2 separate regions of the Zea mays genome follow, and region 1 is linked to region 2. The links are chromatin contacts, called in public Hi-C maps. All regions are on one chromosome and are shown on one strand. Each heading gives the region's core, a stretch centred on a gene start, on an enhancer-like site or on the middle of the called end of the contact. The rest is flanking DNA. Distances are from core to core; before and after follow the strand shown. Region 1 holds the start of LOC100280482 (polcalcin Jun o 2). Region 2 holds the start of LOC103635555 (protein ENL).

What was found. Hi-C and Micro-C count contacts between places; a contact is called where the count stands out from the background.
Region 1: a Hi-C map of ear shows a contact between it and region 2, with 3 times the contacts expected there. The contact joins the promoter of LOC100280482 here to the promoter of LOC103635555 in region 2. A contact is called at or near these places in 2 of 25 Hi-C or Micro-C datasets (ear and leaf).

What each region holds. Positions count from the first base shown.
Region 1 is chr8:93,446,444-93,453,496 of Zm-B73-REFERENCE-NAM-5.0, reverse strand. LOC100280482 (polcalcin Jun o 2) reads right to left here and starts at 1,287. Exons shown (of 1, transcript NM_001153402.2): 1 at 461-1,287. The coding sequence starts at 1,205. The coding sequence ends at 636.
Region 2 is chr8:93,319,550-93,326,349 of Zm-B73-REFERENCE-NAM-5.0, reverse strand. LOC103635555 (protein ENL) reads left to right here and starts at 5,119. Exons shown (of 8, transcript XM_008657984.4): 1 at 5,119-5,736; 2 at 5,993-6,405. The coding sequence starts at 5,268.

The DNA of each region.
Region 1 (7,053 bases), core at 38-2,537, 130 kb before region 2:
TTACTAATAATAGTATACAAATATATTTTGCATAAAACCGAATTAGCTTAATTGATATATGCCTAAATTACTATTATTAGAATGGAATTCAATTCCAGTGATCCAAACGGGGCGTGAGGAGAAATTGATTTCTCTCTATTGATCCTATCGTGATCCCTAGTCACCAAATATACTAGTTTGTGAGTCACAAAATCGAAGGAGATTATAGGAGCTAAAATCTCTATCTTATTCAATTTTAAATAAAAGAGAGATTTTAATCCCTCCAATCACCTTCGATTGTGTCTCCCAAACTAGTCCCAAGATTATCCCTATCCAAGAGGGTATTTGTTTCTCTCCTAGATTATATAATTTAGATTAGAATGGAAATGTAGAAGAGAAATGTCACTTTGGAACCACAAATGAGCGCAAACTCAATATTGCAATTGATGAAGCCAAAACAATCCGTTTGGACATCCAAACTAGTAAGTAAAATGGGGGCTTTTTATGTGCTGCCGCTGGGCGTGTAAATAATCCGGACCTAGGAAACATCTCCGTGATTCCAGTGTGATCTAAATCTATAGGGCATGCATATATGTACATAGAATGAAATGAATCCAATTTTTTGTGGGGAGCGGAGCAGGGCAGAATCCTTGTTCCTAGGCACCGATCCTGCCGAATCCGCCGGCCATCATGAGCTTGAACTCGTCGAAGGACACGAGTCCGTCGCCGTTGCGGTCGACGCCCTGGATCATGCGGCGGCACTGGGCGACGGAGGCGGACTCGCCGAGGCCGCGCAGGACGCGCGCGAGCTCGGCGGGGGTGATGAGGCCGTTGCCGTCGGCGTCGAAGACCGAGAAGGCGTGGCGCAGGTCCTCCTCGACGGCGTCGGCGTCGCCGGACGCCGAGTCCATGAGCGCCGCGAACTCGGGCAGGCTGATGTAGCCGTCGCCGTCCGCGTCGGCCTCCTCCATCATGCGCGACACCTCGTCGTCGGTGGCCGCGTGGCCCACGCTCTCGAACAGCGCCGCCAGCTCGGACCGCGAGATCTGGCCGTCGCCGTTCGCGTCGAACTTGCGGAAGACGCGCTCCGTCTCGTCCCCGGCCGGCGGCGACGCCCTCCTCGCGGAGGGGCACGGGGACGAGAGAGACGAGGACGACAAGCCTGGCCGGGAGCCACCGCGCTTGCCGCTGCGGGCGCGGCAGAAGAAGGAGCGCACCTTGCCCATGGAACTGTGCGGCGGTTCCTCGACGCGCGGCCGGGCGGTCGGGCAAGGAATTGATGTCGCTGGTGATTGATTATTGGCTTTGCCGACAAGATTCGATGGAGAAATCAGCTGGTTGATGAGGAGGGAGGGACGGAGATGGGAGGACGACGGGATTTATAGGCGGGCCGCGTGAAGCGGACGCGGTTACGGTGGTTAACTTCCGTTATGTCGACGGGAGGCGGGCGGCGGTTACGCGTGGGCGGGTGTGGGGTGGGGAGGAGGAGAACTAGGATGCTGCCGGCGCTGGCAGGTGGGACAGCCGGGTCGGTCGCACCGCCAAACTTTCGGGAGCTAGCCAGCTCAAGCCGCGCGCACGCACGGTTTGGGCTCGTCGGTTTTGCAGTTCGCGCGTCAGATGACGACGAACAAACGCGTAGTGGAGATCCCCGCCCGCCGGCACGGATAGCATTTTGCGGTGGGACGCGCAGGCTAGCTGGAGATTATCCGGCGGCGCGTGGATCCAGCACCGGGATTGTTGGAACCCAACTTGCCTCCTCCCTCGACACGGGCATGGATATCAAACACGTGCAGGGGTGCTCCAGCTTAGCCGACGGATGTTGGTTGCTAAGAACATCTTTTAGAATACTAAGGTCCTGTTTGGATCGAACTAATTTTAGCACTTGGTCTCTAAACAGACTAGCTAATATATTATCTAATTGTTGGCCTTCAAATAGATTATACATTAGTCATTTGATCTTGCTAATAGATACAAATAGATCGTGTAAAGAGAAAAGACATCTAATTATTCAAGACTCCAAACATAACTTGGCTAATTATTGCTAGCTAATTTTTTTGCCGGCTAATAAGTTGAAAATCGAAAATCATATGTCCAATGCTCTTCCTTTTTCTTCACCTAAATTATCGTCATCCCGAATTCGAGCGTCGCCATCACGCAAATACACGCCACTGAGGGTTTTTCCATAATCCAATCTTGCGCGCGCTCCAACGGTTCCTTCTCGTGGCATTTCGATTGGGCGCAAAAGAATAGCTGGTGGAGTTGTTGAGCAGCAGCGATAGGAGAGCCAACGGAGGCGTCTAGGTCGGCAAGAAGAAAGTATGTCCACCTACACTGCATTATCGTCGATCGCAAGATCTTCATGTGGACTGTCGGCACCATCCATGGCCTCGGCGTCTTCATCGCCTTCATCATGATGTTCGTCAAGCTCGTCCCGCACAAACCAACTTTTTCAATTTAACCTTTTTGGGTTTTTTCACAAATACCCCATTTGCGGTTTTATTTCAAAAACTGGACCCCTGGCTCGACGCCATCATCATTGGCGCCTAGCTTCTGCGTGTCGGCACCAATTTTTTTGGCGTGCATAGGTCAGAATCCGGGCCACGGTGGAACTGACGTGGCACGTACGTCGGCGCCGTAGATCTTGCCACCGAGGTATGCGCCATGGATCTCGGCGCCAAGATCTACGGCGCCGAGGTACGCACCTATAAATATGCCCCTTCGGCCAGTAGTTTTTGTGCTCATTTCTATTCTTCGAAACGACAGACATCAACCTAAATTATTGACTTGGATCTATTGTTACTCTGTATCAAAGTAAGTTCTCTCCTTTTTATAGGTTGTTATGTTATGTATGATTAATAGGGTAATGGTTAGGTTTTGGATATCATTTTCAGAAGCATTTTTATTGACATATTATCGATTTGTAGGATGTATAGGCGCGGTAAATCTGCTAAACAAAGGTAAGTGTTGTATTAAATTATATTTGTGAGTCTATTATATTTATGATTCTTATAGATCTTATCAAAATTTAGGAAGGGTCCTTTGACCGGGACTGCCTTCGACCCACTGCCTTTGCCAACTGATGTTCTAGTGCCTATGTGTTTTTGTGGTGATCCTTGCAAGGTTGACAAGTCTGAGGATCATGACACCTATCGACAGAGGTATTGGATGTGTGCTAACTATGCATTTGAGCCAATGATTGTTTAGCGCCGGATGAATTTAATGGTGAGAATAATCTTTAAATATGTTAACAATTTGAAGACTCGAAGTGGTGCATGTTTTCTTTGCCTACTAATCATTGCATATTTTATAGACTCCTCCACCGCTTTGTGATTTTGAGCAGTGGATTGACACAGAAATCTCATAGAAAGACAAGAAGTGGTTGGAGAATCTTAAAAAGTAGGATGCATAGGACAAAAGGAGGATAGAGAAAAGGCGAGAGGAGCTTGCGGTCGAGCAACAACAGGTAGACGAGCAGGAAATGAGGTGTGTTGCTGAATACAGGGAGGAGAAGGAGAAGAAGCTTGAGCGTGCACGTCGTGTAAAGGGCGCAATGGAGGAGAACTCTGATGCATTTCGCAAGGGCAAATGACCCCGTTGCACTCAATAGTCTAGGTGCTTATTTGATGTTATGTAGTAATGAAGTTCTTATTCTGTATTATTTAGTGTCGAACAATGTTATTTGATAATGAACTACTTATTATGGATTCAAATTGGACTTTAAAAGCAATTGATGAAGACGATTTAAAACAATTGATAAAGAAAATCAACATGCTTAAAGCAATTGATACAAAAGAGTTTTCTAGTAGTGCTCCCACATTCCAAATTATGCGAACCCTTCTCCACAGTATCCTCCCATTGTTGTTGTCTGTTGTGGTTGTGGTGGAGAAGTTGGAGGACCAACATTCTTGCTATGACAAGGGAAGCAGCAATATGGATCTGAGCATACTTGCACCTGTGAACCACCTCCATTGTTGTTGTCTCTGCCTTCCTCCTCATTTAAGTTGGAGGACCAACATTCTTGCTATGACAAGAGAAGCAGCAATATGGATCTGAGCATACGATGATTTGTTTTACCGAGGTTCGGTTCTTGCAAACCTACTCCCCGTTGAGGTGGTCACAAAGACCGGGTCTCTTTCAACCCTTTCCCTCTCTCAAACGGTCACTTAGACCGAGTGAGCTTCTCTTCTCAATCAAACGGGACACAAAGTCCCCACAAGGACCACCACACAATTGGTGTCTCTTGCCTCGGTTACAATTGAGTTGATCACAAGAAAGAATGAGAAAAAGGAGCAATCCAAGCGCAAGAGCTCAAATGAACAAGTCACTCTCTCACTAGTCACTATTTGATTTGGAATGATCTATGGACTTGGGAGAGGATTTGATCTCTTTGGTGTGTCTTGTATTGAATGCTATAGCTCTTGTAAGGTGTGGGAAGTCAGAAAACTTGGATCCAATGAATGGTGGGTGGTTGGAGGTATTTATAGCCCCAACCACCAAACTAGCCGTTTGGTGAAGGTTGTTGTCGCATGGCGCACCGGACAGTCTGGTGCGCCACCGGACATTGTCCGGTGCGCCTGCCACGTCACCTGGCCGTTGGATTCCAACCGTTGGAGCTTCTGTCTTCTGGGCCACCGAACAGGCACTATTCACTGTCCGGTGCGCCATCTGGCTCTGCTCTGACTCTGGCGCGCACTATAGCGCATTTAATGCCTTCTGTAGACGACTGTTGGCGCGAAATAGTTGTTGCTCCGCTGGCAGACCGGACAGTCCGGTGCGCCACCGGAGACTGTCCGGTGCTCCACCGGACAGTCCGATGAATTATAGCGGAGCGGCCTCCAGAATTCCCGAAGGTGAGCAGTTCGGAGTTGAAGTCCCTGGTGCATCGGACAGTCCGGTGCGCCAGACCAGGGCACACTTCGCCTGACTTTTGCTCTCTATATTTGTATCCTTTTTCGGACTTTTTATTGGTTTGTTGTGAACCTTTGGCACCTGTAGAACTCATAATCTAGAGCAAACTAGTTAGTCCAATTATTTGTGTTGGGCAATTCAACCACTAAAATTAGTTAGGAAAAGGTGTAAGCCTATTTCCCTTTCAAATATTTTATTAGCAACGTCTGACTTACTAATTGTAAGTGTATCCCAAAATTCCCAATTAAACATAAGTACAAAATTATATCAAAAACACTTAAGTGAAACCACTTAAGCAAAACATCTGTGAATCATCAGATCACGATTTATTTTCCATCTTTAAGTTCAATTATCATGTGAGGGTCTAGGTTGCTCTTAACCATGAGCACGTCTGACATATCAGTTTTACACTCAGCAGAGGTGGTACAACTTTACCCACAAGTCATGTATCTCATCTAGCATGGGTTGATCGGACCCGTAAACACTTCCTAGGTGAATGGCTAGGGATCCACTATGAGGCTTTCACAAAATATCCTAAGTACAAAGCCACATGCTAAAGTTTTCACGTCAGTATTGATGGCCCTCTAGGCGAGGTAACTTAGCCAAGACTACCACCCCATGTTAATATGAGCTGCCACCAAACCACTGTCGCCCCCTCTTGCCCATGTCTCAGGTAGGGTTGCTAAGCACTAAGTCTATAGAGCTAATTACCAAACCCAGATCCATTATAACACTCGTGGTTGCAATGTTATCCTGGGTGGTCACTCCATGTTCCATTTAATGCAAATTGATCTTGTTTAACTATCGGGTTAACATCATAATATAAATTTCATTTCCGGAACATTAGTATCATTAACGAGTGACATCATAATTATCAAGTAAGCGGTAGCACAAATTGCTATGCATAGTGTTTATCCCAGGGTAATCAAGGAATAGGGTTGGTAATTCTAGGAAATCCTATTTAGGCAAACCACATCAAATTATGCAAATATCCGAAAAGTAAACATTATTATATGCATTACTTGGGTACAAATAGAAATGCAGAGGGAGAATCCACTTGTCTTGCTCGAACATGTCCTGCGGGTCTTCTTCGAACGTGTTTGGTTCGTCTACCACACAGTCAGCTTCTAATATCGTTTCACATATCCTACATACAAAAGAAAACATACACCATTACATGGGTAACATTCATCATTACATGAACAATCACATATTACACAAACTATACTTATAAATAATGCCTAAATCATAATTATTTTATTAATCCACTAAAATCTATAACTTGAATTGTCACTGGTGAAGGTTATATGGACATGTGACTATGAAAGTATTTTACCTAGCATTGCTCAGATGTAATGACTTAATAAATTATCAATTAATCATTATCATTATGACTAATGGTATTCCTTTAGTTTTATCCTTTTCTTTCTAAAAGAAAACATCAATAATAATAATCAGTGGTCAAAACATCTAATAATAAATTAGACTAATGATTAACCTATAATTCTTGCACTATAATAAATTCTACACCACTTACTAATTTACGCGTTATGAAGTTTCCATTAGTTATTTAGTGAGCCTAAATAAACCTTGGATTATAATTTCTAAATAAACTCTACAATTCACCGTAACAGAATTACTTATAAAATCACTTATTTAATATTTTTACCACATGTCTACCAAATTTTATCACTCTATTTAATCCAATATTCTAAAACCATTATAACCAAATGGCATGACTAATAACAATTCATGTATATATACCAATAATTCACATACGCAAGGATTTCGAATCCCAACATTCTAATACAATAATTTGTAAAATCTCATACACTATTTCAAAGCATGTTTTTGAAAACTAACAAAACTATTTCAGATTGTTCTTAACCTGGCGATGAACGACGATGACATACGGTGGCGGATGGTCCGTTGAGGCACGGTGGCGGACATGGCTTGGGCGCGCGCGTCGAGGTGAGGGTTCAGCACGGTCGCAGACGGTCCGGGCGAGGGCTTGGACGGTACGGGCGGGTTTCTGGTGTGGGCTCGCAGAGGTTCGGCGAGCTCGGCCGCTCAACGGTGAAGGCGTGGGGCGCAGCTCGGTGAGGGAGAGGAGATGGGGGCGAGCTCGACAGGGGAGAGGGGAGCTCGGCTGCCCATTTATAG
Region 2 (6,800 bases), core at 3,870-6,369:
GTATTTGCATTTGTTTACGGCTTGTTTGTTTCACCCATAACACATGTGGATTGGGTGGTATTGAGCAGATTTAAATCCATAGTAAGTTAAAATCTTTCTCAATTCATTCTGTTAGACTACCCGTCTAGGGTTTGGGATGTTCCCCTTGTAATTACCGTATCACCCTCACTATAATGGGCCTGGCCCATATACTGAGTCTATTAATACTACTCCCAACCCTGTTTAGGGTCATGGGTTCACTATTCTACATGGTATCAAATTAGGTTTAGGTTCTCCTTCCACTGCAGCCGTCGGCGCCTCCTCCCTCTCCCTCCATCCCAGCCGCCAGCGCCTCCTCCCTCTCCCTCCCTGCCCAGCCGCCGGCGCCTCCTCCCTCTCCCTCAACGCCGGCAAGCCGCCCGCCACCTCCTGCCGTCTGCGCCTCCTCCCAGCGTGCCCTGTTGGCGCCGTGCTCGCGCAGCACGCACGCCCGCGCCCTCCTCTCCCTTCGCCGCCGCCGCCAGCAGCCCTTTGCTGCCCGCCGCTGCTGCCTTCAGCACCATGGCGATGACCCCTCCCCCCTCCGACTGGGTGATCGACTCCGGTGCCTCGTACCACACCACTCCCACGACATGCACGCTCTCTCGCTCTCACCCCCTCCCCTCTCACCCATCCTCGATCGTCGTTGGCAACAGTTCCACTCTGCCAGTCACCTCAGTAGGTGCCTCGGTTCTCCCTGGGCCGTTCTACCTCAGCGATGTTCTCGTAGCTCCCCACATCACTCATAATCTTCTTTCTGTCCGTCGATTCACCACTGATAACTCCTGTTCCATCGAGTTTGACCCCTCTGGTTTTTCTGTGAAGGATCTGGCCACCAGGACCCTTCTCGCCCGCTGTGACAGCTCGGGGCCGCTCTACACGCTCCAGCCCTCCTGTCCTGGTCTCCACCACCTCCTCTACCACTTGGCATCGTCGTCTCGGCCATCCAGGACCCGACATCATGACCAAGATTACCAGTAGTCTCGATCCTTCATGTAGTAGGGGACATTTTGAGGGTCTCTGCCATGCTTGTCAGTTAGGCCAACATACTCGTCTCCCATTTACTACTTCTTCTCGGGCTGAGCAGGCTTTTGACCTGGTTCACTGTAATCTTTGGACCTCCTCTGTACTCAGTCTTTCTGGTTATAAATACTATTTGGTGATTTTGAATGATTTTTCCCATTTTCTCTGGACTTTCCCACTTCGGTTGAAGTCCGACACATTCCCCACCCTCACACATTTCTTCGCCTGGGTATCCACTCAGTTTCGTCGCTCGGTCCGTGCTCTGCAGTGTGACAATGGTCGCGAGTTCGACAACAACGCCTCCCGTTCTTTCTTCCTCACTCACGGCGTCCAGTTGCGTCTCTTGTGCCCCTACACCTCTGCACAGAACGGCCGAGCCGAACACATGATCCGCACCACCACCAATATGCTCCGCTGCCTTCTCTTCCAGGCGTCTCTCCCTGCCAGCTACTGGGCAGAGGCCCTACACACTGCCACCCATCTCCTCAACCGCCTTCCCTCGAAGGCGGTGCGCCACCCTACCCCTCACTTCGCCCTATATGGCACGGCCCTTTCCTATGACCACCTTCGCGTGTTCGGCTGTGCCTGCTACCCTAACACTTCCGCTACCGCCCCTCATAAGCTTTCTCCTCGCTTCACCCGCTGCCTATTCCTTGGCTACTCTCCTGACCACAAGGGGTACCGGTGTCTGGACCTCACCTCCCATCGCATCATCATCTCTCGTCACGTCGTCTTCGACGAAGATGTGTTTCCCCTTGCTGGCTCCACCCCACCCACCGATCTCGACTCCCTCCTCGAGTCTGATCCGATTCCCCTCCCACCCCCGGCGCCTCGTCTTGCGCCGTTACCTGCTCCTCGTGTAGCCACGACGCCACCGCGCACGACCTCTTCCGCGCCACGCGCGGCCCCGTCGACCCCACCTGCGCCACGCGCGGCAACGGCGATCATGCCTGCGCCACACATGGCCCCGTTGACCACGCCTGCGCCACGCGCGGCCCCGTCGACCACGCCTGCGCCACGCGCGGCCCCGTCGACCCCGCCACGCGCGGTTCCGTCGACCCCGGCTCGCTTCGCCAACCCCGCCCTCGTCTACCATCGCCGCGGCCATGCCACTTCCTCGGCGCACCCCGACTCGGGCCCGTCGACGAGCACGACCCGATTCGCCGACCCCACCGTCGTCTATCACCGCCGCGAGCCGACCATACCCGACGCTCTTGACGTCCCGGCGGTGCGCTCCGAGTCGTCCATATACCACCCGGTCGCCATCCACCGCGACCCCGATCACGTCCACCCGATGGTGACTCGGCGCGCCGCTGGCGTTCTTCGCCCCGTCAACCGACTGATCCTGGCAGCTGCTACGTCCAACACTCCACCCGACGCTTCCCCGGTGCCCTCCTCCGTTCGCACTGCCCTCGCCGACCCACATTGGCGTCGTGCTATGGAGGAGGATTACGCGGCCCTCTTGGCCAACCACACCTGGAACCTGGTGCCGCGTCCACCAGGCACCAACGTGGTCACCGGCAAGTGGCTATTTCGCCACAAGCTGAACTCGGACGGGTCCCTCGACCGCTACAAGGCCCGTTGGGTCCTTCGGGGCTTCACCCAACGCCCCGGAGTGGACTACGACGAGACCTTCAGCCCCGTCGTCAAGTTCGCCACTGTTCGCGCCATCCTCTCCCTCGCCCTCTCCCGCGACTGGGCGATCCATCAGCTCGACGTCAAGAATGCCTTCCTCCATGGCACTCTGACGGAGACTGTCTACTGCAGTAAGCCCACTGGCTTCGTCGACGCTGACCGTCCGGATCTGGTTTGCTGGCTGAATCGGTCCCTGTACGGCCTCAAGCAGGCGCCACGGGCATGGTACAGTCGTTTCGCCTCTTACCTGGCCTCCATCGGCTTCGTCGAGGCCAAGTCGGACACGTCCCTGTTCATCTACCAGCGCGGCGACGACACCGTCTACCTCCTGCTCTACGTCGACGACATTGTGCTCATGGCATCCACCGCCGACCTTCTACACCGCACGATCGTCGCCCTTCAGCGGGAGTTCGCGATGAAGGACCTGGGGCCCCTACACCACTTCCTCGGCATCACCGCCGAGCGCCGGCCTCAGGGTCTCTTCCTCCACCAACGCCAGTACGCCATCGACATCCTGGAGTGGGCTGGCATGTCTGACTGCAAGCCCTGCTCCACGCCTGTCGACACTCAGGCTAAGCTCTCTGAGGACGACGGGCCTCCGGTCGCCGACGTGACGTCCTACCGGAGCCTCACCGGCGCACTCCAGTACCTCACGTTCTCCAGGCCCGACATCGCTTACGCCGTCCAGCAGGTGTGCCTGCATATGCACACTCCGCGGGAGCCCCATCTCACTGCGCTCAAGCGGATTCTGCGCTACCTCCGTGGCTCCCTCGACTACAGCCTCCTACTCCGCCCATCCCCGACGTCGGAGCTCGTGGTCTACACCGACGCTGACTGGGCTGGCTGCCCCGACACGCGTCGGTCCACCTCCGGTTACGCCGTGTTCCTGGGCGCCAACCTCGTCTCTTGGGCCGCCAAGCGGCAGCCTGTCGTCTCTCGCTCCAGCGTTGAGGCCGAGTACCGTGCCGTGGCCAACGGTGTGGCAGAGGCCTCCTGGCTGCGCCAGCTCCTCCACGAGCTCCACAGTCCCCTCCAGCGCACCACCCTCGTCTACTGCGACAACGTCAGTGCGGTCTACCTCTCCACCAACCCCGTGCAACATCAGCGCACGAAGCACGTAGAGATCGACCTGCACTTCGTCCGCGAGTGTGTCGCTGCCGGTGACGTTCGGGTTCTCAGCGTCCCCACCACGCTGCAGTTCGCCGACATCTTCACCAATGGGTTAGTGTCGAGTGTATTTTTAGATTTTCGATCCAGTCTCAACATCTGTACAGGATAGAGTTGTGACTGCGGGAGTGTTAGACTATCCGTCTAGGGTTTGGGATGTTCCCCTTGTAATCACCGTATCACCCTCACTGTAATGGGCCTGGCCCATATACTGAGTCTATTAATACTACTCCCAACTCTGTTTAGGGTCATGGGTTCACTATTCTACACATTCCAATACACTCAAATCTATATGTAATTGGAATAACCGAATAAGATCTTAGGTATCTCTGCCAGTCAGTTCCTGAATTTTTTTAGGCGAACTGGATGGTGCATTGAACAGGTAAGAGTAAGACAACTGCACTAGCCTGCTGGGTCTTCATATATAATATAAATCTCCGTATGAACTGCAAAGGCTGAAAGCCTTGCATACTGTTCGCTGCACCATACACAAACGAATGCCAAACTGTATAGGAAGGGCGAAGAGGATATCTGACGGGTGGATCCTAGGCGACAGTGACATAAAATGGAGTCTCAAACTATACCAGATACTTCCTCACTTTCTGAGATCTCAGTTTTCACGTCCACGGTGTGGATTCATGTGAACCATATTAGTATTCATATTTACCTTTTCAAATTGCTATACCTGTGGCCAAACAGACATAAAATTACGTGCGAAGAATCTGGTTGTGGGAAGAATCTGGCTGTGGGGAGAATCTGAATATCATTAAGATTACGTGCGGAAAAAAATATAAAATTATCTATAGGACTCAGGATCTAGAAAGTGACGGATTTCTACTATTACAACGACTCAACCGATTATGTGTTTATGTTGATTTTAAATGATTTTTACCCAAACGAATATTATAGAACCTGGCTGAAAAGCTGAGCGTTTGTCAGTCCGCAGCAGTTTTTGATGGCCAGAAGTACAAAAAGCCGTCCAATGGCGCCCGGAGATTGAGGGAAGTTTGTCTCTTCTCACCGTGCTCACAACTTCTCAAAATTGCATCATGTCAATTGTCAAGCAGGAAACAGGTATACATAGAAAACTATGTGATGGTCAAAGAAATGAACAAAAAATATACAGATTTGTTGTGCATAGACTGTGACGATATTTATTTCTCCCCCTCAATGGAATACACACACACAAAAAAAAAATCTGCACCTTATTGACAAATCGAGCAGAGATACAATGCATTGAAGTCTAATTCTAACACCGGTATACGTATTACGTAAGAAGACTACCACACAAAAAAATCGTGCCTCGAGTCTTCCCCGCGCCGCGCGGGCAACGGATAACAAACGCTCGGCTTGTCGCCGTCCGTCCCCTGCCGCCACCCATCACCTGCTATCCCGCCGGGATCGTACGCCAATTCGCCAAAACGATGGCGGCGGCGGCGGCGGCGGGCGCGGCATCTTCCATCCTCTCGTCCACGCCCCCGCGCCGCCTCACCTTCCCTCCCGCCCACATCCGCAAACCCCTCGCCGCGGCCGCCCCCAAGGCCCTCAACCTGTCATCGCAGAAACTCCCCCCGCTCTCTTCATCTGCCACGGCCTCGCCACCACCTCCGCCCGACGGGGACGATAAGCCGGACCCCATCAAGCTCGCTTTCGCCCGCGCTGCCGCATACAAGAAGGGGAGGGACAGTCACAGCCCGAGCCCGAGCCCGGCGCCGGCCCCGCCTCCCACGCCGCCGCCACAGTCTTCACCACCGTCGCAGCCGCAGGCTTCGGTCAGTGAGCCCGGCAGTAAGGAGGCTTTTAAGCGGGCGTTGGAGTACCGAAACGGCAACGGGGCCGGAGCGGGCGCGGCTGGTGGTGACTCCCCGCTGCTGGGAGGCTCGCCGGATTTTGGTGAGTTAGTTTAAGTCCCATGAATTGAACCGAAGAATGGTTAGGGTAGATGGTAGTATCTGGTATGTACGGGAACGCTCTCATGTCCGTGTTTCAGTGATGTTACTAATGCTCATTACTACTGCAATAGCATTTCCAATATAAAAGATGAATTCGATTTGGACCCGGACAATTGGAAATGATTTTAGGAACGGTGTTTTGATCCTCTTCATCAATGCCATATGTTTTTATTTGTACTGTCCATGGCTTTTTTTAGGTCAGAATGCCCTAATTAGTGAAGAAGTCTCGTTTGGCAAGAGAGGAGGGTACGAGTTTGATGAGGCTGATTTTTTGGGTCTCGACTTCTTTGAGAAAAAACGTTCTAAAGGTCTACCACCTGGGCTGGCTCCAGCTTTTGAGCCTTTACGAGATGACGATTTTCCTGAGGTGGACATAATAGTTGGAGACCCCAGCAAATTTGACAAGTCTCCTCGCCGAACTGAAATCCAACCGGTAGACAACGGGGAGTCAGGGGAAGCATCTCAATCGACTACTAAACCAAATGAAGCTGACAAGGCTGGGATAGCACCCCCTTCAACTGTTATTGAGACTGAAGAAGATGAAGATGTTTATAGACCCACAGTTAGATCATGGGGAATGTTTCCGAGGCCACAAAATATTTCAAAGGCGGTAAGATATAGTTGTAGCATCTCACATTTTGTATTTGCATCTTTCTTGTACTTCCGAATACAAAAAAAATCTAGTATGTGCGAGCTTTACTGTAATGTTGAACTATGATTCGAAGAATAACAATAACAAACACAAATTCATTTCAATAAGCTGTACAAGGTATATTCAATTATTTCCAAAGATAATTGGAACTTCTGTGGAGAAATCAATCATCTAGTAATGATATGAGCGTTTTCTCCTTGTCAATTTCCCTATGGAAACACATATTCACTTTAAACAAAATACTACCAGAGTGATTATGGTCATTTAGATTCACTTTTGATCTTAAAATCTCTTTACTACCTTTAATGTAACAAGAATTGTCTATTGATCGGAAATATGTGGCTGTGTAATAT